2 separate regions of the Mus musculus genome follow, and region 2 is linked to region 1. Evidence: chromatin contacts called from public HiChIP or PLAC-seq data. All regions are on one chromosome and are shown on one strand. Each heading gives the region's core, a stretch centred on a gene start, on an enhancer-like site or on the middle of the called end of the contact. The rest is flanking DNA. Distances are from core to core; before and after follow the strand shown. Region 1 overlaps Ubn2 (ubinuclein 2). Region 2 holds the start of Parp12 (poly (ADP-ribose) polymerase family, member 12).

The links. HiChIP or PLAC-seq counts read pairs in DNA pulled down with a chosen protein or histone mark.
Region 2: a contact with region 1 is called in an H3K4me3 HiChIP or PLAC-seq map of bone marrow-derived macrophages, with 2.7 times the contacts expected there. The contact joins the promoter of Parp12 here to the enhancer-like site in region 1. A contact is called at or near these places in 4 of 39 promoter capture datasets (the 3T3-L1 cell line, embryonic stem cells, hippocampal neurons and 1 more), 1 of 115 datasets of contacts at active chromatin or transcription factors (bone marrow-derived macrophages) and 2 of 9 other capture datasets (adipose tissue and liver).

Annotation. Positions count from the first base shown.
Region 1 is chr6:38,498,517-38,504,227 of GRCm38.p6, forward strand. Ubn2 (ubinuclein 2) reads left to right here. Exons shown (of 17, transcript NM_177185.4): 15 at 172-403; 16 at 671-760; 17 at 3,722-5,711. The coding sequence ends at 3,771. Among named protein-coding and RNA genes, the nearest start is that of Mir7670, 6.0 kb to the right of the region's middle. Within about 2 kb of position 1,760, at least 4 of the 459 cell types and tissues checked have an H3K27ac peak or open chromatin away from gene starts, as enhancers often do. A contact at or near this core is called in bone marrow-derived macrophages, where this site is marked.
Region 2 is chr6:39,116,236-39,122,047 of GRCm38.p6, forward strand. Parp12 (poly (ADP-ribose) polymerase family, member 12) reads right to left here and starts at 2,114. Exons shown (of 12, transcript NM_172893.3): 1 at 1,572-2,114. The coding sequence starts at 1,924. 4930599N23Rik (RIKEN cDNA 4930599N23 gene) reads left to right here and starts at 2,238. Exons shown (of 4, transcript NR_045813.1): 1 at 2,238-2,585.

The DNA.
Region 1 (5,711 bases), core at 510-3,009:
ACTTTCAGAACCATTATTAGTAACTCTTTGGATTATATTTTTCACCTCAGTCTTAATTTCCTTGATTTGTTAGAACAAATAAAGAGACAGTCTTGCATCCATGAATATGTTAAATCAATTTAGGGACATTGCTTTATTTCTTATCTGTTTTGACCCCTGGTTTCTACACAGTCCACAGCAGGAGCATCATTATTGGCTAATGCCTCACCTCTGACTCTCATGACATCACCTTTGTCTGTAACAAATCAAACTGTGACTCCTTTTGGGATGCTGGGTGGCCTTGTTCCAGTGACCATGCCCTTCCAGTTTCCCTTGGAGCTACTTGGCTTTGGAACGGACACAGCTGGAGTGACAGCCACCTCGGGATCTACCTCAGCGGCTCTCCATCACAGCCTAACCCAGAGTAAGTGCTGCTCTACTTTAAATGGGATGAACCATCTAATACCATATTGCTATTGAAATGCAACATGTAAGAGAAAGTCAAAGTTTGGGGGTTTCTTATTATAATCATGACTGTATCTCCATAAGTTAATGTTTTAAGTATGTGTGCTGTGATATTAGAAAGCCCTTGGCGCTGGGACTTACACTGGTGTTAGCTAAGGCATTATTTCTAAGTTTGATCCAAGGGGTTCACATCTTGAGATCACTGACCAGTGTGTTTTCCTCTCAGATTTACTAAAGAGTTTACAGCCAGGAGCTCAGCACGCGGCAGCCCTTCCTCACTCTCCTCTGCCTGCTCACTTACAGCAAGCGTTTAACGGTAAGCAAGCTGCTCATTCCTACTGTCTATAAGAGTTTAGAGATGCTGCGTAAATGTTCCTCAAGTGGGGGGAGTGGAGTGACAAAACGCCAGGGAAGTGTTTCCTTTGACTGCCTCCTCAGTGGAGTGGAGTGACACAACACCAGGGAAGTGTTTCCTTTGACTGCCTTCTCAGTGGCAGCAGCACGTTGAAGAAAAAGGAAAGGATGAATGAGATCTGTTAGACAGAAGATGACTTTATTTATTTTTTTGTTTGTTTTATGTACATTTTATGTACATGTTTAGCCTACATGTGTGTCAGATCCCCTGGACAGTTGTGAGCTGCCATGCGAGTGCTGGGAATTGAACGCAGGTGTTCTGTAGAAGCAGCTAACTGCTGAGCCACCTCTCAAGCCCAAGAAGACTTTTTTGAAGGGTTTTATTATATAGATGTGTTGCTTAAGTATGAATTTATAAAATAACTAGCCAAAGTCATAGATGCTGCAGGAAGGCCCAGCAAACAGGTAAAGGCCCTTGAGTCCCCAGAACTCACAAAAAAAGGTCAATGAGACCAACTCCTCAATAGTGTCCTCTCACTTGCACACAAACACTGTAGTATACACGTTATTGCACACATGAAGTCTTTCTTGGAAGGCAATGTCAAGAGCTCAGCAGTTAAAGTCACTGTCTGCTCTCACAGCAGACCTAAGTTCAGCTCATGGCAGCTCATAACCATATGTGGCTTTAGGAGAGATGATGCCCTCTGGCCTCCAGGCACACACATGGTGCACACACATACATGCAGGCAAAACACCCAGACACGTAAAGTTGAAACTAAAATAAACTGTCTTTAAGCTGCTTTACTCTTGAGCATAGGGCAGAAATTAGAAGTGTGCAGCAGTCTTGAGGCAGTAGACTCCCATTAATCCTGTGGTCAGATGCTCAAGGCTCATCCTTGAGAGAAGGAACAGAAATCCCATCTGCTTTTTCTGTACTTGATTTGGTAACTATATTCCTGTTGTGTGATTCAGTTGGAGACTGATTGGTGTGAATGTGACCACCAACAAGGAAGTAGACAAACAGGATTCTTGTTGCTCAAAAAACTCAAGCTCTGTGAAAACTAACTTCCTATCTGGTTAATACCACTTTCCCAGAACAGGAAAGGGAAAACTAAGTATTTTCAAAAAAAACTAAAATTGAAGTTTAAAACTGTTGACTCAAAAAGTACAATAAAAGGCATTAAACTTGAGTTTAGATTGAGTTTGAAAAGCTTCAACATCACTTCTCTTACTCCACATAGAAAACAAAACAAAAAAGCTTTTAATAGACCTCCTATGGGAATCTAATAAAAATAACTGATTGAAAGAGTCTCGTCTAGTAAATGGTTGATAGTAAGAGCCCATTAGTGTTTATTCTCTTTATCTTATCTAAAACAGAGGCCAAAGGGGAGCTTTTTTTTTGGTTAGTTGGTCAGTTTGGTCTGTGTTTTGAAACAGGGTCTCACTGTGTAGACCTGGCTGGCCTGGAATGTGCTTTGTAGATCATACCAGCCTTGAACACATTGCATGCTGTGCACCACCATACATGGCTGACATAATAAACATTTTGGACTTATAGTCTCTACAATCTTTTTTTAAATAACTACCCAACTTTTTTATCATTGTAAAATAGCCACAATTGACTTATAAACAAGTAAAGTTGACTTCCAATATAAAACTATATTAGCAAAAACAGATGTGGCCAGACTTGGGCATGGGCCGTATTGTACCAAACTCTGCTATAAAAAATTTCACAGTCCAGTTAATGGGATTGCTTTATTTTGATAGTTAAATTACTTTGATAATTAAACAACATTACTTTGAACAATATCCTACTTTAATAGTATTATTAAATAATTTACCATTTTAATAATTTGGTTATACCATAGATCAGTTCATTTCTCTCTACAAATGTATATATTGTGAATGAAAAGAACCCTGATTATTTAGTAGAACTATTACTACAACTTTGAAATAATCATTGACATTGATGCAGCTTTTCTTCCAAAAGAGTCTGTGTTTTGATTTTTTTTTAATGTTTTTCAAGATACTTGGATATGACATGAGTAGATATGACCATGTGACTTAGGATTCCTCTTCTTGTGAAGTTCCATTCCTTTGTCATTTTCTCTCAGACCTGGCTTCTGTTTGGGTCTTTGTTTCTCTATCCAGTGCTCTGGGCTGTTGGGTACCACTCTGGCCTGGGGAACCCTATCTTCTCTTCCTCCAATGTTTTTAGAAGTGTTTGGCTGAGAGTTACATAGAACAGTTACATATGTTCTGCCAAAAGTGACCTACAGCAGCATTGGTAGATGTAGAAACTAAGTTGCTGGATTTCTGAGTTCGAGGCCAACCTGGTCTACAGAGTTAGTTCCAGGACAGCCAAGGCTACACAGAGAAACCCTGTCTCGATAAAAACCAAAGAAAAAAGAAACCAAGTGGCCCAGCAGCAGACTTGCATCTAGTACCGCAAGGTTAGGACCTAAACAAAGACATAGCTGCATTTTTTTTTTTTTTTTTTTTTTTTTTTTTTTACCACCAATGTGCTATGTTCACAATACTTGGGAATTACCACATACCATGTTATGGAAAAATATTTAATTCCACTTATTATAAGAAAATAAAACTGGCCTAATCTTCCAAAGAAATCAAAAGATTGAGTAGGTCCCTTGAAGGTGGGCATTGTGTGATCTGATTGCTTTAGAACCCAGCATTGAACATGGTTATGAGGTAAATAAATGGAATGGTACATACCTGCCAGGATAGTTTTCATAGAGTTCTCAGTCACTACCAGTCTACAGAATCAACTTCTGTAATACCATCACCACGTGAGGTAAAGGTTATCATTTTAGAAATGTAATTCACAATAAACTGATTCTTCTTGCTTTTGCTTTTGCTTTTTTACGATGTGCAAAACATACCAATTTAATGTTTCTTTTCTCAGATGGAGGCCAAAGTAAAGGGGACACTAAGTTACCACGGAAACCTCAGTGACTTTCCAGCAAGGGGGAGAGGAACCACTTGGCTGGCTGGCGGGACCGACCTGATGGGAAGTCTTGGCGGTCACAGGGCTGCTGTTTCTGTCCATGTTTACATGCTTGTCCCAAGCACTGTGGTGAGGAGGAAAAGAGAGAAAATGTTACTTGAGCAAAGCCAGTGCAGGAGGAAGAGATGCTTTTGTGCAAAGTCAGGGAGCTTTGGTCTTTTCAAACCCAAGCCCCCATGTTAACCAACTTAAAGCAGACTCAGCTGTCAAACCCACAGAAGTGTCAATCTGACTGTATTTAAAAAAAAAAAAAAAAAAAAAGGAAAGAAAAGAAAAGAAAAGGAAAAAAACTGGGGAAGAAGGAAGGAAGTTAAGAGGATTTGGGTAAATGGCCATCCATCCTGGGGGTTAGGTCTGAACACTCTACAGATAAGTGCATAATAAAAGCAGCTACAAGTAGAATTAGCCCAGTTTAAGGAGACTCAGTCATGTCTGTCTAGTAGACAGATTTTCCACAGTCAGTTGCATGAGGCTCTCCAGACAGTTGCCGAAGAGTACTGTGCCCTGAAATGTCCTGAGCAAACTTGAATCTTCTCCAGTATATAGCAGGTCCCCGTGCGAGTCAGTGGCCTGAAGATACTTTAGCAAAGCTGCTGTGACACAGTGATGTGTAGTACTATAGCTTCTAGGTTTTTAAAGTCAGGAAAAGGAGCCTGTGCTCTTACGAGACAAAATGTAGATAATCCCTTTTTATAAAAGGGTCAGTTTCACCCTCCATTCAGAAGTAAGTACTGCACTCCTTTCCACAGTTCACTTGTCATCTGGTATTGACTGGTTAATAGTTATTTCTCGTCCTGATATGCAGAAGTGACTGCTCGCATTTTCTCTTGACATGTGCGTCTTTGTTGTTGGGCTGCTGCTTTGCTGCTCATCTCTCTTGCAGCCTGCCAAGAACTGCAAACTCCCAGTTCCCTCCCTGCACAGTGCTCTTTCACTAGCGGTACTTTAGGTGACTAGAGCTGTTGATATAAACAGGAGTGTGCACAGCATCTGTCTCTTCATGGGTCAAACAAATAGCGTATGTATAATAGTGGACTGTTTTTCATTCTGAAGTGGTATTTTTAAAGGGATGAAGTCTAATAGGAATACGGATGTGCACAGGATGTGCACAAAGGACCACCTGTTATAACTATCACAATGAAGCTTTATGACCCATGCCCAGCGCAGGATGTTTTCAGCATTTGGGATCTTAAAAGTTTTACTATGACTTACTCAGAATATTAATATTCAAGTCAGCCTACAGATTATAAGATTCGTTAATTCTAGTTTTCATATGCGAATAGAGGCAATGAAGGGTGTGAAGGGGAAAACACAATTTTCTTGGGATACATTTTATTTTGCCTCAGCTATGTTTGTGGTGTCCTTGAATTTTAAACTTCTGAGTATTTTCAGACTATCCAAGAAAAAGCTCTGAGTGATACAAATTTAGTTTATATATGGTGACAGACTAGCCTGGTAATAACAAGATTGCTTCTATAATCTCATTACATATTACTCTGTATCATTTAAGTTTATTCAGATAAGAGTGTTAACCAGACCCCATTTTCCTTTGATGAGCAAAAGTCCCAAGAAGCCTCTAGGACTATAATAACCAACCGCAGACCTGCTCCAATTTTTATGCCTATAATTTGACTTCAAAGTTTCAATGGCGTGCTTAATAGCAAAAAAGTCAATGAATAATTGAAAGCTTTAGTTCCAAGAACTCGTTACAGTAAAGGAAGATGATTTTTTTTTTAGAAGAACATTGAAACTAGATATGATGGCCCATGCTTGTAATCCTAGAATTCAGGAAGCTGAGGCAGGAAGATCTCAGGTTTGAGGCCAGCCTGAAGTATTTAGCAGCAAGTCCCATGCTAGTCTCTACTGGACTAACAATGAGAGCTGTCTG
Region 2 (5,812 bases), core at 864-3,363, 620 kb after region 1:
CAGAGATTGCCTCAACAAACCTGTGAAGTAAGTAATCTTATCATCACTGAGGGGCCAGAGTCAGCCAGAACGCTACTTTCCCAGGGTTACTAGGCAGCAAAGAGCAGAGGTGGACTGAAACAACTAACTAGCTCACAGACCACGCTCTTGATAGGCAAGCACACTGCCTCCTGAGCACAGGTCTGGAAGTCAGGGACTGAAGACATCTGTGACTGGGGCCACAGTATTTACCACCCAGCAGCTTCCAAATCAGTAGGTAAGGGTTTAGCCTTCCTTTTAAGTAAAGATCTCAAACCCTCTCTGGCTTTCAGTCCACAGTGGGAACAGAAACAAGAGTCACCATCTCTCCCACAGCCTCTCTTCACGCTGGCACACTCCCCTTTAATTTCCCCAAATCTCTCGCATACACCTCGTTTGGACAAGTTCTAATCTGTATTATTTCCGAATAAATAAGTCCTAAAGACCACATTTCTTAGACCATACCCCTTAGGTAGGGGTAGGAGACAGGTTCAGGTAAATGGGATATTTATCACTTTTAGACCTGACCCACACAAACTTCCCACCAGACTTCCTACCAGGGAGACCTTCAGCCCCCAGAACTTGATACTTAGAACTGTCTCAAAAGTGTTGAGGGTGCAGCTGTACCCAGTCTGGATCCCTGATTGACTACACAGGTCAAGGTTACTAACCCAACGTGACTATTAACCTGACATCATAAAAAGTGATGTCTACTGTTACAGCAAAAGGAAGCAGGGAGGGAAGAAACTAATCCTTCTAGATAACTGGACTAGATTCGAAGCATGAAGTCTCCAACATCCTCTCCTAACCCAGCATCCCCGAATCATTACCCAAGACATCTTCCTAAAACACAAACCTCACAGCTGACATTCAACAGGCCTTATCACCTTTAAGGTGAGGCCCAAATTCTTCAGTATAAACAGATTTCACTAATCACCTTGCAGGTGCAAGCAGAGAGCAGCCCAGACTAATAAGGACATAAAGTGTGTTGTGGAAGAGTTAGAGAAAGCTCAAAAAAGCGAAAAATCTTTCAGCTCCTGCCCGAGGCGCTAAAAAAGCAAACCAGGAAGGGCATTCCAGACAGGGCTCTGCCACCTAAATGAAACAAAGTGGGGGGTGGGGGGTGGGGGTGTAGAAAGGCACCCAGGAAGGTCTGTGGCTAGAGGAGAGCGGAACTCTCTATGGATCTTGAAATTCTGAATTTCGGCTTGTAAACAGACAAACAGAAGTTGAGTGGCACTTCCAAAGCCTCCTTACAGCTGGGACAGCAAGCCTTGCTGCCTGCTCCTCAAAGCAGCCCTGAGGACCAGCTTCCCTCCTGGGGGCCATACTGCCATGCTCAGGTGTCCCTCTTGGCACCACATTCTATCTGTGCTAGTCCACCATACACTGCCAGTCACTAAGTAGGTGATCAATAAACGTTCTTGAGAGTGAAGGACAGGCGAGGCTGAGGAACTGTCACCTAGCGGTCTGCCCCAATCACGGGACGAGGGTGGAGGTCCGAGAGTGGAGGGCCAGGAGCATCCGCCCAAGCCCACCGTTGGCGTCCTTACCCGGTCTTCAGGAACTTGCAGTTGCCGTAGATGAGAAACTTGCAGAGATGCAGCTGCGCGCAGAGCCCGGTGCAGCCCGGCTTGGGGCCCTGATGCGCGCGGCACAGACGCAGCGACGACACGGCCAGCACCAAGCGCTCCGAGGCTGCCGCCGCGGCCTCCCGGCCCGCGCCCACGGCCACGACCGCCCGCGAGGCCACCACGAAGCGCCCGCAGTCCCGCAGCAGCCGCTCCAGCGCGTCGGTCCCCAGGCTGGTTCGCAAGCGGCGCCGCAGCTCCGCCAACTCCAAGGCGCCCCCCGCCGCGCACAGCAGCTGGGTCACCTCTGCCACTGCCACCGCGGCCTGGGCCATGGCCGTCGGACTGAGGCTTAGCACGGACGGCGGCGCCTTTCACGGGCCGGGCCCCACTGTTTCGCTGGAAGGAAACGAAACCGAAAGCGGGCTCCGGCCGGGAAAACAGGAGCCGTGGGGCCTTGCCACGCCCTCGGGCCGCAGCTGAGGAGCCGGCGCCCTTGTCTTAGGGCCGCCAGCTGGGGACCGCGCGGCTCGACGGCGGCCCGCGCTCGCTTGCGCGCGCACTGGGCGACCCGGCGTGCCTCGAGGCGTCGCGCGGCCGGAGATGCGGGGCGCGGGTCCTCACGGGGCCGGACTCCCGCGTCTGAGGGAGTCGTGGCCGCTCCCTTCGAGGCAGCAGCGTCCTGTGAGGCGAGTGGCGCGTTCAGCTAGGCCCGAGGGACGCCGCGGGGGGTTCAGTCAGCAACCTCGATCTCGGAAAAGCCGAGCGAAGTTTCCAGACGGCGCCGGCCGGTTGCGGCCGGTTGGTGCGTCGGCCGGCGCGCTCAGGGGGGCTCAGAAGTCGCCCGAGCCAAAGCGGGCTTTAGCAGGCGGGCCTCGGAAGCGGGGACGACGGACCCGGTCCCACCGCACCCCGGAACAAACGGAAACAGTCGCTCCGAATTGCCAGACACTCCGCTTTTGTAGCGGATCCCGCATTTCCAGAAGGAAAGCGTAGGTACGTCCTTTAAAGGGGGCCGATCCTCCCTCCCTCGCCCCTTCTGAGTAAAGGTGATGCACCTAGTTCGATTCCTCACCGGAAAGAACTCTCCTGTGTGTTACCCTGGGAGTTAAACGTTCTCGGGGTAAGTAAACGGGGGTGTGTGGGGGTATACCTATTAAAATACGACTTTTGGCACCCCCATTCCTTCCTCCAGGAGTCTCCCGGGAATAAAAGCGTTAGTAAGTCATGTTCACAGGAGAGGACGGAGTACTGGAAACAGTAAGACGGTGATTCAGACAACAAGAGTTTAACAAGCATGTTAATTCTCTGGGTTTGACCTAGAAGGACATTAGTATGTTGTGAGAAAAGATTGTAATCAAGTAGTATTCCATGGGGCTGATCGGAGGTTAAGCGGCCGCACTGCTCTGGAAGAGGACCTCGGCCGGGTTCCCAGCACCCACATAGCAGCTCACAACTGCCTGTAACCCTGGTTCCAGGAGGGATCTGACACCCTCTTCTGGACGCTTCAGACACCAGGCACGACAGGTGTGAAGGCGCCTTTAATCCCGGCACTTGGGAGGCAGAGGCAGGCAATCTCTGAGTTCTAGTCCAGTCTGGATTTGAAAGTGTACACAGTAGGATGTTTTTGAGTGAGCATGAAGCAAACCCAACACTTTGGTCACAGTGGAGTGTGGGAGGTACTAGGAAAGTGGAAAAAGGAAAGGTGAAGGCTGAAAATTGGGAGGTGAGTGCTTAGAAAATTAATTTAAAATGAATAAAATTTTATTCTAAGTATAAAATACTACAGAAAAGAGCAACTGAGGGTATAGCCCCTGGGCTCAATCCTTAGGAAGGTGTGTGCTGGGGGGGGGGGGGAGTATTACTACAAAAATGTAATAAAATGGGATTAGAGTAGACCAATTGGCAAACCCTGGAACCCAGTGAGAGATTCTGTCTCAAAATAAGGCGGGAACTGGAGAGATGGCTTAGCAGAGAAAAGTACCTGCTGTCCAAAGCCTGCCAGCCTGAGGTGGATCCCCAAAACCCAGGTAAAAGGGGATGGAGAGAGAAACACCCCACACCCCCAAAATTGTCCTCTGACCTTCACATGTGTGCTGTGGCACACACATACATATACATAAATAAACTTAAAAAAAAAAAGGCGGAAAGCTCCTGAGAAATGACATCCTACCACACACACACCACAAAAAAAAAGACAGCAGGCTGGGCCAGAAACTCAGTGGTAGACTGTATAAACATACAACACATACAACACTAGGCTCAATTTCCCAGCAGCAACCCTTCTCAAAAAAGAAAAAAAAAATGAGTATAAAGACTAGATTTTGGGGGCTCAGCAGTTAAGAGCACTGACTGCTTTTCCAGAGGTCATGAGTTGTGGAGAACTTTCGGGCCACTTGGCAGGACATTGGCCAAGGACAAGGAGATGGGCTTCAGACAGGAATCTGACATTGGGCCATTACAAGGAAGTAAACTCAGGCAGGAATCTAATTTTAGGCTAGAACAGGGAAGTAGGCTTCAGGCATGAATATGACTTTGGACCAGGCAGTGGTGGCGCACGCCTTTAATCCCAGCACTTGGGAATCCCAGCACTTGGGAGGCAGAGGCAGGCGGATTTCTGAGTTCGAGGCCAACCTGGTCTACAGAGTTGAGTTCCAGGACAGTCAGGGAGAAACCCTGTTTCCACCCCACACCGCAGATGAATCTGACTTTGGGTTAGGATGGGGAAGTAGGCTCCGATATCTTGGTCCTCCTGATCAGCCCTTAGGAATGGTGATCACGGGACTGTGTTTACTGCCTTGCTTGCTCCTTGACTATTTGTGTTTATTGTACTGCCTGACCTTACTACTTGCATGTAAATAAAATGGTATAAAATCTGATTGGGAAAAAATAAACCTGCCTCAGAACTGGCTTGGGTCATGCTACAATGTTGTCTAATTGTCTTTTTTCTTTTTAATCCTCACTCCTGCCCTAGAAAACCTGTTGACCGACTGAGCTGGCTTGGCTCAATTCTCAACAACCACATGGTGGCTCACAACGGTCTGTAATGGGATCTGCTGCCCTCTTCTGCTCTGTCTGAAGAGAGTGACAGTGTACTCATATACGTTAAATAAATAAATAAATCTTAAAAAAATTAAAACTAGATTGTTAACAAGGACAAATGAGAATGGATTAGAGGTGAGGTGGAGGGCAATTCATTTTCTTGGACTATTTTCCATGGTTTTGATATTTTGATAAATATTTTTATTTAGTTTAGCCATTTAACTGTTTACTTGTACTTTTGATATTGCTTTGCAGTAATACCTTATTATTTTCATTCTTGGATGTCAAACAAGTGCTCTTCCATAAACATTCCCCCGTTTTAGTACCATGACTGGCTGAAAAGGCAGCGTCAGTAAAATGGTGGGTCCTTCCACAAAAGCAGTGAAGAAGCTGGCAAATCCTAGAACCTTTTCAGAGCTCTGGAAGTTTACTAAAAGCATGCAGCATCTCCTCCACAGTTTAATGGAGAAAGAAGCCAACTCTCGGTGAGAGTAGCCATTTCTGTAGCATTTTCTCCTACTCAAGTTCTATCTTAACCCTGAAGCTCTTTGCTGTCTTTGAAAAATGACAACTCACATTCCTAATGTCTAAAGCAAGGGAGCAGACAGGGTTGGAGTTCTTTCAAAGGCTCATCCCAAGGGCCACTTCTAAAAAGGCAGGTCTTTATGTGGTCTCATTGGAACTAGCAAAGTCATAACAATGCCCTTACCCTCGCAAGAGGGCATAATTATTAAATATTTTAATATCATGGCCAAAGCAATGAATAGCGGTTGAGGAAAACAATAGACTAACCAAAAAGCTGAGCAGTTCAGGGCACTGAGAGTGTGAGAATACTGTAGGAACCCACACAGGCACGTATGCATGCATAGGACCACTAAGATGCTCAGGAAACAGAAGTTCTGTCTGACACTCAGGCCCTTTGCCTGCAGGAAGCAAAAGCTATGCATACTTGCAAACTGCCTGACTATGGGAGGCATTTACCAAAACATTCATAGAGCTCCTGGACAAAGACCAAGATGGATGCTGGTTACTGGTAATCTCCATCCAGTCATTAACTGAGAGGTAAGCTAATCAAGTAGTCACACAGTGCAGATGCAAATAAGCTAAACAAAATGAGTTTGGAAAAGTCACTAGACAAACACAGTGACTACTTCATCAAGCAACAACAGCCCCAGGAAAAG